5 separate regions of the Mus musculus genome follow, and all the other regions are linked to region 1. A link is a contact called in public Hi-C and HiChIP or PLAC-seq data. All regions are on one chromosome and are shown on one strand. The core of a region is the stretch at or near the end of the contact, and the rest is flanking DNA. Distances in the headings are between cores, read along the strand shown.

What was found. A called contact is a pair of places that touch in the nucleus more often than the background predicts. HiChIP or PLAC-seq counts read pairs in DNA pulled down with a chosen protein or histone mark.
Region 2: an H3K4me3 HiChIP or PLAC-seq map of embryonic basal ganglia shows a contact between it and region 1, with 3 times the contacts expected there. The contact joins the enhancer-like site here to the promoter of Tead1 in region 1. A contact is called at or near these places in 2 of 15 datasets of contacts at CTCF or cohesin (both in the NIH/3T3 cell line), 7 of 484 Hi-C or Micro-C datasets (the C2C12 cell line, cardiomyocytes, embryonic fibroblasts and 3 more), 24 of 115 datasets of contacts at active chromatin or transcription factors (CD8 T cells, astrocytes, cardiomyocytes and 16 more) and 3 of 9 other capture datasets (adipose tissue, liver and pancreatic islet).
Region 3: a Hi-C map of uterus shows a contact between it and region 1, with 3 times the contacts expected there. The contact joins the enhancer-like site here to the promoter of Tead1 in region 1. A contact is called at or near these places in 1 of 39 promoter capture datasets (3T3-L1-derived adipocytes), 2 of 15 datasets of contacts at CTCF or cohesin (both in the NIH/3T3 cell line), 4 of 484 Hi-C or Micro-C datasets (Sertoli cells, embryonic stem cells and uterus), 21 of 115 datasets of contacts at active chromatin or transcription factors (the NIH/3T3 cell line, craniofacial prominence, differentiating embryonic stem cells and 16 more) and 2 of 9 other capture datasets (adipose tissue and pancreatic islet).
Region 4: a KLF4 HiChIP or PLAC-seq map of embryonic fibroblasts shows a contact between it and region 1, with 14 read pairs. The contact joins the promoter of Parvaos here to the promoter of Tead1 in region 1. A contact is called at or near these places in 2 of 15 datasets of contacts at CTCF or cohesin (both in the NIH/3T3 cell line), 5 of 484 Hi-C or Micro-C datasets (nephron progenitors, palatal mesenchyme, reprogramming fibroblasts and 1 more), 12 of 115 datasets of contacts at active chromatin or transcription factors (craniofacial prominence, embryonic fibroblasts, embryonic forebrain and 8 more) and 3 of 9 other capture datasets (adipose tissue, liver and pancreatic islet).
Region 5: an H3K4me3 HiChIP or PLAC-seq map of craniofacial prominence shows a contact between it and region 1, with 4 times the contacts expected there. The contact joins the enhancer-like site here to the promoter of Tead1 in region 1. A contact is called at or near these places in 4 of 39 promoter capture datasets (the 3T3-L1 cell line, 3T3-L1-derived adipocytes, cranial neural crest and 1 more), 3 of 15 datasets of contacts at CTCF or cohesin (the NIH/3T3 cell line and large pre-B cells), 20 of 484 Hi-C or Micro-C datasets (3T3-L1-derived adipocytes, the C2C12 cell line, the HL-1 cell line and 13 more), 25 of 115 datasets of contacts at active chromatin or transcription factors (the NIH/3T3 cell line, craniofacial prominence, differentiating embryonic stem cells and 16 more) and 2 of 9 other capture datasets (adipose tissue and pancreatic islet).

The regions. Positions count from the first base shown.
Region 1 is chr7:112,677,964-112,680,860 of GRCm38.p6, forward strand. Tead1 (TEA domain family member 1) reads left to right here and starts at 1,393. Exons shown (of 13, transcript NM_009346.4): 1 at 1,393-1,763.
Region 2 is chr7:112,882,611-112,885,507 of GRCm38.p6, forward strand. All of the region lies in intron 10 of Tead1 (TEA domain family member 1), which reads left to right. Among named protein-coding and RNA genes, the nearest start is that of Rassf10, 70 kb to the right of the region's middle. Within about 2 kb of position 1,476, at least 111 of the 459 cell types and tissues checked have an H3K27ac peak or open chromatin away from gene starts, as enhancers often do. A contact at or near this core is called in the C2C12 cell line, astrocytes, craniofacial prominence and 7 more, where this site is marked.
Region 3 is chr7:112,498,310-112,501,206 of GRCm38.p6, forward strand. The region is part of intron 1 of Parva (parvin, alpha); the gene reads left to right. Among named protein-coding and RNA genes, the nearest start is that of Parvaos, 36 kb to the right of the region's middle. Within about 2 kb of position 1,377, at least 96 of the 459 cell types and tissues checked have an H3K27ac peak or open chromatin away from gene starts, as enhancers often do. A contact at or near this core is called in the NIH/3T3 cell line, adipose tissue, embryonic fibroblasts and 4 more, where this site is marked.
Region 4 is chr7:112,534,264-112,537,160 of GRCm38.p6, forward strand. It overlaps Parvaos (parvin, alpha, opposite strand), which reads right to left and starts at 1,420. Exons shown (of 5, transcript NR_154467.1): 1 at 645-1,420; 2 at 485-569; 3 at 218-331. The region is part of intron 1 of Parva (parvin, alpha); the gene reads left to right.
Region 5 is chr7:112,806,234-112,809,130 of GRCm38.p6, forward strand. The region is part of intron 2 of Tead1 (TEA domain family member 1); the gene reads left to right. Among named protein-coding and RNA genes, the nearest start is that of Tead1, 130 kb to the left of the region's middle. Within about 2 kb of position 1,433, at least 109 of the 459 cell types and tissues checked have an H3K27ac peak or open chromatin away from gene starts, as enhancers often do. A contact at or near this core is called in the C2C12 cell line, the HL-1 cell line, the N1E-115 cell line and 14 more, where this site is marked.

The DNA.
Region 1 (2,897 bases), core at 143-2,642:
CTTTTAACTGCTTCTGGCGTTTTCTGCCCTCTGTCTTATTCGCTGGTGTTAATGGAAGGCTATCTGGAAAAGAGACATACACCTGCCAGAGTTTTAAAGGGAAAAATCGTCGTGTATTTTCTAATACTCTGCTCGGGTGTGTGAAGTTCTTACTGTCAACCTGTCACATTACTGCATAGTAACTGGAAATAATACACATTTGTACCTGATTGCGGTGGACATCTACACAGGTGAGAAATTATAGAATGTATAGAATTAAAAAAATACACAGTGATGTGTACAAGTTGATCTGGAAAATCTGCTCGAAAATTAATACCCTGGCTGGGATATAATTTTGGTTGACAGGCGTGGGGAAGAGCTGAGTGAAGCGAACAAAGAATGTCTCTGTATTACTTTTTACAACGGCATGGGAGTCTTCAATTCTCTTGACGTATAATTTTAAAAATGCATTAGAGAAAGATATTTCTGCCTTTAAAACGCACTGGTAATCGTTGTTTCCGATCAAACGCGCTCAGTGAGTCCCATTGGCTTTCCTGAGTTATGCACACTCCAGGAATCCTCGGGCACAAAACAGGCGCCATTAGTTTGTTCTGAAGCCAGAGCTGAAAGAAGGAAGTCCCGGTGCGGGAAGGGCCGGCTCCTTTCTGGGAAACTACGGACTGCTACCGGCCCAAACTGCCAGCATGTCTGTCCCAGCCTCCGTTAACTTTACCGGAGTTTCTCAAGTACTGAGGCGCCGTCCACTCCAAAAAGAGTTCAAACCTTTTATGATTGATTCTCACTTTCTCCATAAAGGGACGGCACAAAGCTGCTTTTTGCAGCCAGGCAAGACTTTATTTATTTTATTTAACCGGGTGCAGGATTTCTGTAGACTCAACTCGCAGCACGAGTGAGCTTCACTTCTAGAAAGACAGGGCAGGAGGCGGGCGAGGACTCCGTGACGCTCCAACCCGGAGTTCGCAAAGCCCAGAATTTGCGCGAGCACCCCGAACTTGGGTAAAGCGAAACGGCTAGAGGAGGAGTGGCGGGCTGGGGAAGCCGCCCACTCCGGCCTCAGTTTCCTGAAGAGCAACCTCCCTTCCAGCCTGGGAGCGTCGTTGCCTGTGCAAACCAGGAGGGGGTAAACTGAGGCACAGCAGGCGGAGGGCGCACACCCGGCATTCCTAGTATCCGGCCGCCCCGCCTCGGACCGCACAAAGCCCTGAGCCCCCGCCATCGCGCGCGGCTCGCTCCCCCGTGGGCGCCAAGTCCCGCCCCACGCGTCCCGCCCCACACCATGACGTCACCGCGGCGGCAGGCCCCGCCCCATCCAGGACCCGGCGGCATGACGTCACCGAGGCCCCACCCCTCCGGAGCGAGTTCGGTCCTGGCGTTCATTTCATTCCTGTCCTCATTCCGCACATTCTTCGCATCGCTCGCGCCGCGCCGCGCCGCCCGAGCCGAGCCGAGCCTCCGCGGCCCCGCCGCCCGCCGCGGGCGCCCCCCAGCACTTCGCACACTCGCTTCCAGCTCGCGGGGAGTCCGCGCGCCGGGGCCCGGGCCCGGGGCGGCCGCGGCGGGGCGCAGGCCATGCGCTGACCCCCCAGCGCGCAGCGTCGCCGGAGCGCGGGCAGCTGCCCCGGCGCGCCCTGCCCGTCCCGGGAGCCGGCGAGGCCGGGTTGGGGCTGCCCGGCGCGGGAGTACCGCAGGGAGTACCGGCTGGAGTAACGCGGGGGCGGCGGCCCAGCGCCCCGAAGTTTGCCGCGCCCGCTCGGGCTGCCGTGGTAAGTTGCGCGCGGGGCGGACTCGGGGGCGCGGGCTGTCTAGGCGTCACCGCGATCGGCGCTTTGTGTGCGGCTCCAAGAGGGGAGCGGCCCCGCCGCCCTGCAAGTTGGGCCGCAACCCTGCGCGGCAACAGGCGGCCCCGCTCGCCTTTCTGCGCGCCCCTCTCTCCAGCGTCCCTCTCCCGCGCACCTCGCTCCTTGCCTGGGAAGCGCCGAGTTTGGCGCGATCGCGGGTGGGAGAGCGTTCGGCGCGCAGCTTAGAGCCTGCAGCCCGGTGACTCCCCCGGCGCCCGGCCCCTTCGGGGTCCGCGCCGATCCGGGCTCCTCCTCCCGGGAGATGAAAGAGGGCTCTCTCGCTCTTGCCGCCTCTCCAGAGCTGCCGCCGCCGCCGCCGCCGCTCCAGTGCACATTCAAGTGGAAAATTTTCAGGAGTCAGCAGAAACATTGTGTCCAAAAAAGACTGAGTCGCACTTACCACCAAACCCGGGAGTAGACTCTCCCTGGAAAACTTCCCCTCGGTAGGAAATACTGGGGGATTTGTTTGTTTATTGGAGGAGATACGATCCCCAGGAGGACCCCAAAAAAAATCTGGGGACACTTTTAGCCTTTGTTCGCGAAAGCACCACTTGTTTTCAAAGTCTAGAGGCCCGTTTGAAAGAAAGTTCAACTTCTAGGAGTTTCCTTTTTCTTTTTTAATGCATTTTTTAAAATAATCAAAGCTACATTTTAAGAAGTGGGGCTCACACTTCACTTATCTTCTTCCCGTGAAAATAAAAGCCAGACTAATTTTCCTCGGTCTTAATCGTCTTCCTTTTTAAAGATTTATTTTAAGTTGAATGGTGTCACCCGTATAAAAATATTTATGAAACAATGAAATACCAGCCACCAGCGTTTCTCAGGAGGCTTGTTAAGTTCTTAGAAGCTGTCTGTGATTTACAGAAATGCAAATTGATCTCAGCGCTGGAAACTTACAGACAGATATTCCAGGAATCGGTAGTGTAGAAAGGCCGGGGTTTTAAAATAGCGCCATTTGAAAGGAGCCGAGGTCCTTGGAACAAAAAGGTCTGTAAATACGATCATATTTCAAAATAGTGAATGGAAAATATTTCAATTCCTACAGATAATGCCAAGTAA
Region 2 (2,897 bases), core at 226-2,725, 200 kb after region 1:
GAACCAGAGTTCAGATCCCAACACCCAGTCGGTGACTCAGCACCACCCGTAGCTCCAGCTCCCACAGATCAAACACCCCTGGCTTCCCTGTACACCTGCACTCATGTACGCAGTCGTGCATGCACACAGTCAGGAAAAGAATAAAAATTATAATCTTTTGAAAGTAATACAAGTTAGTTACAAGTAATTCAAGAAGATAAAAGAATACGATATAAAATGTGAGACAGACTCTAGGCCCAGTTACCTGTCAACCCAGTCTGAGGGTTGTACATGGATGGATACAGTATTTGTATACAATTAGGACATTTTCTTACAGCAGTCAGCATTTGAGGATATGTCTTAGTTTTTGTTCTTTTTAGTAAAGATGACTCATTAGCATTAGTAGAATTATTGGGGGAGTAACTAACACTGAGGCCTTCCCATTTAAATTTAAATCCCAGAGCTAGTGTCTATGAGATCACTGGAACGCTTGTGTACCAAAGTACTGGTGATGTGTATCTGCCATGCAGGTTTCACTGGGTAACCTATAGCTTATTCACGTACAGCTGTTATTTCACTGTGTGTGATTGGTTGCCTGGTGGTTGTTGCTTATTTAAGAGGGACATTTCATGGATGGAATGTCCCTCTTAAATAAGCAACAACCTGGGAAAGTGGCAGCATTCTTTGTACACTGATGAACTAGGTAAGGTCAGGCCACCTCCGCTGGACGCCCAGGACTTCATTACCTGGCTCAGTTGGAAAGCAAGCAGTCTGAACAGAGACTTAGTTGGTAGGGCTAAGACCTTGAGTCTATGACAGTTCCAGCCTGAAGCCTACAGTGGGTCCTTACCTGGAGTTGTGTGGGTAATATTAATTGCATTTTTGTAAATGAATACTTGCATTGGTGGGAAATTTGCAATGCAAACAGACAGCCTTTTCAGACGAGGCTTATTGTAATTAGAGCAAGCTTTTAAGATTCTTTGAAGTACTGAATGTTTATGAAATTCAAATGGGGGTGTGCAGTCTGCACAATAAAGGGTCCCGGTGGTGTTTTTAAAAATCGTCTATTTTGTGGATGTAAATATATGCCATAATTAGTGGGAAGTAAGTTGAAGAGCTAGGCTGGCTGAGTTTATTCCTGTTATTCTTATTTAAAACAGCTGTGGCCTCTGCTTCAGTGGTGTTGTGTCAGGGCACACAGACTCCAGTGAATGGCTGCACTCAGGGGCCCACTTCCCTGCTGGCAGCCCCTTCCTTCCCTGTCCCCATAGGCAGGCTGTCTAACTGGAGCGGTGTCCAGCACAACGCAGGCCTCCCCTGCCCAGACCCCTGAATCCTGTGGGGTGGGCATGCAAATGAAGCAGTGTGGGAGGGCTCTGGGGCTGCCAGCTCTCTCCAAACCTACCCCCTCGCTCCCTAGTTAAGCTCAGTCTCTCAGGGCCCCTTTGCCCTGTGCAGAGCAATTGTCCTTTGGCGCCTGTGGGAGCAGCTGCAAAGCCCGCAAGGCGTGCCCTGCCTGGCCTAGCCTCACCATGTGGCAGGCCTGGACAGCCGCCCACAGCAAGGCCCAGCTCCTGGTGCCGCCTGCCAAGCAGCCAGATGCTGCCATTGGGAAAAAATTGCTTCACAATTTGAAATCTTGGTCCTTTGATCATGGCTCAGAGAGGATGCAGAGGGGAGATTCAAAGTGGTGGTTTGAAAACGGCCCATCCATCAGTTCCCATTACACTGGCTCTTGTCAAGGACAGTCCTGGATGGTTTTCATTTCTATAACCTCATAATTCCTGCCCAGCCCTCTGCACACTCAAAAATGAAGGGAGATAAGTTGGAAGGGTATGTCCACAGGCTGCCCCTGCCCCTTTATGTCTTTACCTTAGGGGTTCTCTCCTTACTCACCCAGCAAGCTTTGCCTTGTTAGCCTGTGACACCGCCAAGTGTCCTTTCTATGTGGGCTGTCAGCTCCCTTGTAGCCAGTTCTCCAGAGGCCACAGGGTTTGCAGGGACAGTTTCTCTGTCCTTGGCCCTTTGCCCTGTCCCCTCTTCAGGGTCTGGATCCCACACACCTAGACCAGGCTTCATTTTAAAGATTTTTTTTTTCTCCCTACCCAAGACAGGGTTTCTCAGTGTAACAGTCTGACTGTCCTGGAACTCTCTTTGTAAACCAGGCTGGCCTTGAACTCACAGAGATCCACTTGCCTCTGCCTCCCAGGAGCTGGGATTAAAGGCATGGACTACCACACTGGACTGATAATTGCATTTTTCATGTTTGCCCCAAAGCACAGGTCTCCCCCCCAACCCCTAATCCATGAAATTGAACAGTGAACCATAGCTTTGAATAAATAGGTATATTGAATAAGAGGACAATGAGGAGAAGCCATGCCTTAAGTGTCTCATGTAGCAAAGGCTGGCTTTGAACTCCTGATCCTCTTGCTTTTGCATCCCATGTGTAGATTATAGGCATGTGCCAACATTCCTGGTTTATGAAGGCAAAAGACTAAACCTAAATCCTCATGCATAGTAGTCGAGCACTCTCCCGACTGGGTTACATCCCCAGCCCCAGCGGTATATTTTTGTTGGTATATTTTTGTTTGTTTGACCTGCCTTTGACACCTGCCTCTGCCCCTACCCTGCTTTCCAGAACTTGCCTACAAACAGATCTTGGAGCCTTTAATCCACTCAGCGTGTTAGTAACTTCTTTTTTGTTGGTTTCTGGAGGAAATTCCATAATGTGTCTCTGCTCATGACTTGTGGAGAGTGGTGGGTTTGTATCTGTCTGAGTAGTTACACCTTATATGCCAGATGTGTCATGGAACTCACAAACCAGGGAAGCATCCTGCTTTGTTTACCTGGGAAAAAGCCAGCCTGCTATTTGCACCCATGTGGACTGAATTGATGGCCATCATCATGTTTATTGATTG
Region 3 (2,897 bases), core at 127-2,626, 180 kb before region 1:
GGGAAGGGGGTATAGATGGGAAGGGGGGTTATAATTCTAATGCCATCCTAATGGTGATTTAGTGACTTCTGTAATAATGTATATTTATTTTATGGATTCTGTAGTAACTGCACATTCCACATTTATTTCTGTATAACAAGGAGACAGACAGACAGACAGACAGACAGACTGGTTGTGTATAGCTGTAGCAGAGGACATTAAAGAGAGATTCCCTAGGGCAACCATCAAAGGAGTTATCCTAAGGTAACTGACTCCCTCCTGGCCCCTGACCTCACCTCCTCAGAGCCAGAGTCGTCCAAACCTGCCGGATAGGTTTAGATGAGCGGTCTACCTTTAACCCCCTCTGATGCCATTAGCAGGAAGGAACAGAATTCCTCACTGCACACAGGCCAAACTTATCAGCAAAGCAAATGTTTATTGAGAAATTTGACCAGTACAAACTCCTCCTGCCCAGCTCCAGCCTCCTCCACCTCGATTTCTTTTATTTAAGCAATTGATATCCCTTTCACACACATGGGAGGGAGAGTGGGGGGGGGGGAGGAGCAGCCTGTTGGCCCTGCTCTAGGACTGACTCCCAGGACACAGTGCTTATATTAGTTGATAAGTAAGTAGATGGCTGCCTAGATGACCAGCCAGAGCCCCCACCCCACCCCCTGCCTGTGCAGGCCACCTCAGAGCCCTTCCCCAGCAAGCAAGGACAGAGACCCTGGCATTTGACAGGCTGGCTGCCAGTGTAACCCAGATGTACTATTCACACCTGCCCCTTGTTCACATCCTCAGGGTTGTGAGCTTCTGACTGGCTACCACTGCATACCCAGCCCCCATCTGCAGTCCCTGCCAGAAGTCGCCAGCCCCTTTCATGCCCGTGGGATCCAGTAGAGAACTCAGTGTTTAGAATCAACCCAGGCGGCTGGAGAGATGGCTCAGCGGGTAAGAGCACTGACTGCTCTTCCGAAGGCCCTGAGTTCAAATCCCAGCAAGCACATGGTAGCTCACAACCATCTGTATTGAGATCTGACACCCTCTTCTAGTACTTCTGAAAACAGCTACAGTGTACTTAGATATAATAATTCAAGGGAGGAGGAGGAAGAGGAAGAGGAGAAGAAGAAGAAGTATCGACCCAGGGCTTCCAAAATCCTAAGCTCTTCTCAGGCATTTCTGCTCCTCATCTCCAGTCCTCCCATGCCTGGGTGGGTCCCCTCCTGTCTCCCCACATCCCAGTTCCTTTAAACAGGTCCCCGTGTGCTCTTACCAGCCCCGGAAGGCACACCTGTCTCCTCATTAAGGCCCTGCCAAGTGTGACAAACTCACCCTCACCCAGCTGAGACTCGGGCCATCTGGGACTTTCCCGTGTCTTCTGTTGTTTCTAACTTTAACGTCACTCCGACTCAGCACCAGCTGGAAATTCCCAGCCTTCCCTGCTCTGGCTGAAGCTGGGGTCCTTGGAGAAGCAGAGACACTAGCTTCCATTGGAGTCACCTATGCTGACCCAAATCTCAAACATGGGACCACTACCTCCGAAGGAATAAGCTTTCCAGAAGGACCGCACTGTGATGACATCCATGATATTTATGATATGTATTCGTAATAAAATCACCTTTTCAGTTATCCTAAAATCCTGCCTATTCTGCTTTGGGTTGTGAAACACTGCTGTAGCTGAGTAATGGTTAAGTCATGGGGATTTTTTTTTTTTTTTTTTTTTTGCCTCACTTGTTTTCTTGCTCACGTCTATAAAATATTGCTTACAGATGTTTGAGAATTTATATTAAAAAGTGAATTCCAATAAAAAAGCCTGTTAATTCAGTGATTTAGCCTGATTCCTTAACATGCCCCCCCTTTAAAAAATAACATGTGTGCTTGGGTTGGGGGGGGGTGTCTTCCTGTTGTCATTTCCTGAGATAAACGTGTTGGGAAAGGAAGAACGTTGGAACAGACGTAAATATCACTTTATGTAACTGACGATGAAAGCCGAGTTTAGAGAGCCTGAAGAGAATGCAGTCTGACTTGCTTTGAAAGAGATTTATGATCATGGGGGCCAATGCTTTGTCTCCCACGGGTTCTGTTAGTGACTGTTAACTCCTTCAACTCCGAGTTACTTTGTGCAGCCAGAGGAAGTGGGATTGCAGGTAGATGGGAAAGGCAGGAGGTGGAAGCAAGTCACCCAGACAACACCAAAAACTACACACACACACACACACACACACACACACACACAGGAGCAGGTTGACCATCAAAGAGCCACATTTGATCATGTGGATATGTGCTTTATCTTGTATTACGTGTAAATATGTATGTCTGTACGTTTATGCACATGGGTATAGTGTCTGCCAGAAAAGGGTATTAGATCCCCTGAAACTGGAGCTACAGTTAATGGTGAGTTCCCTGATCTGGGCTGGGAACTGGATTTGGGTCCTCTACAAATGGAGCAAGCACCTTTAACCACTGAACCAACTCTTCTGCCCTGGATATATCTATTTGTGAATTTTTATTTCATTTCTATTTGTGCATAAATGTATTTGTCTGTGAGTATATGCATGTATAGGTGAATGCCCGTGGAGGCTGGACGAGGACATCACATGTCTTGGAGCTCAAGGCACAGGCAATCGTGAGCTCCCTTGTCTGGGTGCTTGGAACTGAACCTGGGTCCTCTGAAATAGCAGCGAGCACTGTCAAGTGCTGAGCCATCTCTAATTCTAACTGTGTAAACACTGTTGGGGGGAAAATATTCTTGGTTTATTTTACAAAGGAAGACACGGACAAAATGATAATAATTCAGCAAGACAGTTTCTTCTTGTAAAAAGGGTGACCAGATCGGCAACTAAGCTAGTAAGCACACTTGCCAAAATGACCTTTTATCTGTGACACAGGTGGCGGCTACATCTCATCCCAGCGGTGGG
Region 4 (2,897 bases), core at 170-2,669, 140 kb before region 1:
TTCAGTGGTGCTTCTCAGTTGAGTGAATATAATTAGGGATCCTGCACAGGGAGCCTCAAACTCATTATGTATGGACTTGAACTTAGGATCCTCTTGCCTCCCCTCCACAGTGCTGGAGTTGCTGTGTGCACCCGTCCCTGGAGATGGAACCCAGGGCTTCAAGTGTGCCAGCCCAGCCCCACCCACCAGCCCAGCTCCACCCACAACCCTCTTTCACCTTTAGAAAACTTTTTCCATTCTTTTTTCCATACTTGTTTCTCTCCTGGGGTTCTTGGGGTTCCCAGGCATAGAAGTTTAGGGTTCACCAAGTCCTGTGGCTATCCTGTTCTTTCTGGGGAGAAAGAGGAGATTAAGTTACTATCAAGTACAGACCTATGCTATCCACGTAATCCTTATCCCCATGCACTAACTGGGTAGACTGTCCCTGGTCCATCTGCTCTTCCAGCTTACATAGTAAGGGGTGGTTTCCGGGGCAGCAGCTCACCAGTATCAACAACGTCCTCCCCCTCTTTTCCTTCCTTCTTGACAACTTCAGCATGTTAGCTTCTTCGGGCAGACTTACCTCTTGGCTATAAAAGAACCATAGCAAAGTTATACATAAAAGCCCAATACAATGCTGGAGAGAAGAAAGGAAAAAGACTTACCTTCCATGGGACTCTTTCTTAAATGGGGGGAGATTATTCCTAGAAACTCCTAGAACTATTTCCACTCAAAGCTCTGACTAGAGTTGTATCATATGGCCCCCGAGGCAAGGGTGGGGAGCATCATTACTGACTTGAAGCAATCAGGATCTCACTCTAGACCCAGGAGGGCAGGTGGATCCTAGATGAAAATGGGGGTTCTTTCAAAAGGATAAACACGGGAGGAAAACAGACGAACGGCTTCAGCTCTAACTGCAGGAAGCCACATCAGGTCCTCCGGCTAATAAAACCAGAGCAGGATTCGAATCCACCTCTTCAAGTCCCCAAGCCTGCCTCTGCTGGATGTGGACCTCATTTCAGATGGCATTTTCTAGAAAATAAAATGAGATGAAGAAACCCCTTTTCTTGGAGTGAACTAAGGCAATCTCTGCGCCTTCGAAGCCGGCTCTTCCGCTAGCCGTTTAGGGCTTTTATTAAGTTATGACTAATGGCGGGTGAGCAGCTAGAGACTGCACCCTCGGGCCGGGAGCTTCAACCCATTCTCTAGAGTAAACAACATCTTCAGATTCTGCGCCGCCGAGAAAATTCAATCGCGGCCCTTTGTCTTTCCCAGCTCAGGGCCTGGCAAGCAGGCTGCTGCTGGGCCCTGCTCGGGTTGAATAGAAAGGAACCTTCCAAAGCAGGGCGGGCTGTTTTGGGAAAGTGGCTGCTAATGGGGCCTCGTGGGGCGGGGGCCAGGCGCAGACTGAGCAGTTTGCATATTGGCTTTTCCAAACAACTGGCTCTGAGTCAGCGGTTAATGGAACGGGAATGGGGTTCCTGCCCAATGGTTTCTTCCAAACACCCATTTCCAATTGTAAGCATATCTCAGCCTTTCTTCTGGGGCTTGTTATGTCTCTGTGAGTGAATTGAAGAGGCAGGCCAGAGGGCGGGGTTCTGACTGTAGCTGTGTTCATCTGCAAACATTCTGAACAATGCTCTCGGAGGGGAGACCTCATTCAGACCCACCTTTAAGAGTCCCGGCTGGGAATATCATCTTTCTAGTCAGATGGAGATATTTTAAGACCACTGTGTTTATTCTCTGGCTCTAGCTACATTTGGGGCAGAAGTGGATTTTCTTCCTTCACAAAATGCGGACTGGTCAGGAATAGTGTAATCTTGTAATCTCAGCACCCAGAAAGCCAAGGCAAAAGGACTGCTGCAGGTTTGAGGCCATCATGTGCAACATAGTGAATCTGGGAGCAGCCTGGGCTACCTGGCAAGACTCTGTCTCAAAAGAACAAAACAAACGCTACAAATTCTATCTCAGAAATGCACAATAGTGCACGCAGAGTCGGGCTAAAGTTCAGACTAAAGGGTAAATGACTCTTGGCCCAACACTCTCCCACGACCCCACCCTCACCCCCACCCCCACCCCAACAACATGAAGGCCTTTTTAAAACTCCTTGGGTAAATTCTGCATCTGCATCTAGCCTGTTCCCTAAACAGTGATCTTTGCAGTCTGAGTTACTTAATCAATACATACTCGCCAGGTACAGAGTATTAGAGGTATCATCTTAAATAGTAGCAGCAGCTCATATATCCATGGTTCTTTCCAGGGACCAGGAACTCATTTTATCTTCTCAAGAGATCTAAGAAGTTGGCAATATTATTTTTACTCCCATCATGTAGATGAGGAAACTGAGGCACAGGAAATTAATGGGTTTGTCCAAGGTCACATAGCAGAGAAAGTGGTAGAGCCTGAGTTTGAATCTAGGCATCTAGTTCCTAAGCACGTGCTATCTGACCTCTTTGGGAATCTGATAGTAAACAGAGGACAAAGTGTCCCCTGGCTAGAGTGAGGCTCAGTTGGAAGAGTGCTTCCTAGCATGCACAAAGCCCTGGGTTCAGTTCCTAGCACCACATTACCACAGAGCTGATTATACATGCTTCTGATCCCAGCACCACGAGGTAAAGGCCAAAGTTCAAGGTCACTTTGCCTGCTGCTATGTGAAAAACTTTTCCTGGGGAGGCATAATACCCACATCTACTCATCCCAGATAGGAAACCCATGACAGACCAAAGTACAGATATCACCAAAACAGAGTTTGGCGAACCACTGGGTTTTATTGGGGCCATCTACAGGAATATGGCTGAAGGGTTACTTATAGGACGAGAAGTGACTCAAAGATAGCTGTACTACTGAAGCCCACCCCAGTGTGGGTGACAGCTCACAAAGTTGGAAATCGGAAGCACACTGCACAGCCTGCAGGCCGC
Region 5 (2,897 bases), core at 183-2,682, 130 kb after region 1:
GAGTTTCCTGAGTGCAGAAGAATTGAGTGAATCAAATAATAACATTTAGACTCATTATCTCCAGTGACATACGACTTCCCCGGCGTTATCACTCAACCTGTATAGTCTGACTCCAGCTAGCCTGTGAGTTCTCAGTGGGGTACTGCACCTTCTGATTGTCTGTCTGCATCCCTTGCATAGCAAGGAGACTGTCCTGGCATTTTCTGAGTATCATAGATGAAGTAATAGGCTCACATCTGTGTCAAATTCAGAGCCTTAAAATTAAAAGTCTCTTCTTTGTGCTTTCAACTGTGCTGGAGCAGGATAGCGTGATCAAAAAGGAAAGCCATGTAAATGAGGGGCTTGGGGACACTGCTCTTCAGGGAGGGTGGGGATTTGAACTTGGATCTGCAAACTCTGGGTCCTGAGGTACCCACTTCTCTACCTTGCAGCTTCTTCTGGAGACTACAGGAGGCACCAGAAAGGTGAAGATTACCCACTTCCATGTTCAGTGAGAGAATGAGGCAGATCTGAGGTCCCATTTCTCTGAGCCCTGGATAAACTCTCATGGACATGCTATTTTGTTGTAGGCTCTCTTTGTGTCATGGTGACTTGGGTGGATGCTTTGGTCCCTCCCCCACCCCTTTGGCACAGACTGTTCTATCCCAAGCCAGTGAGGCAATAAATGAGAGAAAATGACCCTTCCTGGTCATAGAAAGTGGCAGCTGGTGAAACCTGAAGACTGTGTGTTCCAGAAGGAGAGGTGGCCACAGTAGAGTGTGAGGCTCTACTCACACACTTTGCCTGAAGAATGTTTACCTTCTTCATGGTTGTCAATAAACGGTCCTGCAAACCCAACCTTGGCTCTGTGTATGTGTCTCCTGCCTGTGTGCCTGTGTAGATGCCCAAGGTCCATGTTGGGTGTCTTCCTTAGTGGCTCTCTGACCTTATTTTCTGAGCCTGAGTATCTCATAGGGCTAGAGTTCACCATTCAGTTAGACTAGCTGGCCAGTGAGCTCTGTGTGTCCTGTCTCAGTGCTGGGATCTGGGCCTCACTCCCACACCACGGGTTAGGTGCTATGGATTTGCTAGGTCCTTCTTTCTGCCTGAACCATCCCCCTAACTCCCAGCTTGACTCTTAAGGGCAAAAGGTGCCATTGCTCCAGGGCCACTCCATGGATGGAGACCTTTTCCTGGCAGACACTTGATTCACAAGGACGCTAATTATCCCTTCTTCCTCCGGCGGCTCCTCAAACAATCATCCCGCTTGTTTAGTGCACAGTGTGGTGTTGGAGAGTTTGGCCTTTTTGTTTAACTGTATGTTCATATTGTTCTTTATGTACTTAGTTTATAGCTTATGCAGCAGACATTCCGGTCAATTAGCTTCTTGTCCTGCAAACTGGGCGCTGCTGGGCTCCTTTCTTCCTATGCTGTGTGGGTTGGTTTCAAGTTACAGGGTTTTTATTGGCTCCTCTTTGCTGAACCCTGGTTTCCAAAGCCTGGTGTTTATGAGCTGAGTTTCTTAAAGGTACAGTTTCCTTTTTTTTTTTAATGAGTTGCAATGCCTAGCACATTTGAACAACAAAAATGAGGATATGAGGTGTATTTGGAAGTGTGTGTTGTATGTCTGTGTTTTAAAAGGAACATTCATTAATAAAAATTTTAAGTGAAAGCTAGGAGGAAATCGGCTCAAGTAGTGGATATAACCCTACCTCCTACTCACAGCCCCATTAAAGACAGACTCTCACGTATTATTCTGGCTGGCCTTCATTTGTAGACCAGGCTTACCTCAAAACTCCACAGAATGGAGAATGATCAAGAAGACATATGGCATTTGGGTCTCCATATACATGTACCTATATACATGCAACACACACACACACACACACACACACACACACACACACACACACACACACACACACGACTCTAAGTGAATGAGTCTCACCTTGGGTTTTTTTCTCATTAGTTTCAGTCAGCCCAGGAAACCTTCTTCTTGATTTTCATTTTTTCCTGTTCACTCCACATCTATCTTCTCTTTGGTAGGATTCTTGCCTTTTGTTTTCATCTTGGGTTTTTGGAACCTGCCTCAAACACTTGGGAGCAAGATGGAGTAGAATGAGCTGCTTAAATTCTGTTTTGTATTAGGCACCAGTTCTACAGATGATACCATTATGGAATGTACGCAGCATCACTGAAAGTTTGTATTGCTGTTTAAATATTGGAAAGAAAAATTTATGTTTTTCCCCCCTTTTCACTTTCTGGTTGATTGTTTGTTTTGACACAGTCTGGTGTAGCTCATATAGCTGAGATACTGGCCTTGAACTCACTCCTGCTCCTCCCATCTTTACCTCCCAAGTGTTGAGATTGCAGGTGGGCACCGCCATGCCCACACCATGCCTTCTGATGCCTTACTACCTTCACTTTGTTGATGCTGGTGAGTGTGTCATAGTGCAGGTGCATTTGGAGGTATTGTTTCAGGGTTGTCCCCCCAAACTGAAGCACAGCACACAGCATTTTACACTGGTCTATTTTGAGCCAGAATAATACCCAAGTTTCTACACGATAGTCTTGGCTATACCATTGACTTCCCACAGTTTCTCATGGTACCCAGCCCAGAAAATCTATGAGAATTTAGGAGTTACTCATCCCAGCATCTCCTTTCTATTCCCTTGTAAGTTCTCTTTGAGTTTCACTCATTGGGGGAGACTCTTACCCATCTCACTGGGGACTGCCCTGGACATGGAAGGTAGGTTGGAGGTGATGATACAGAATTCTTCTGAGTCATTAATGCCAACTGTGATTGGAGCATAAGGCACGTCTCATCCCAGTGCCTTTGTGCTGAGGGTTTGTTCTTATTCTTGCTGATTTTGAATATAAATTGGTAATGTTCCTTAATGCCCTTCTAGATTTGTGTT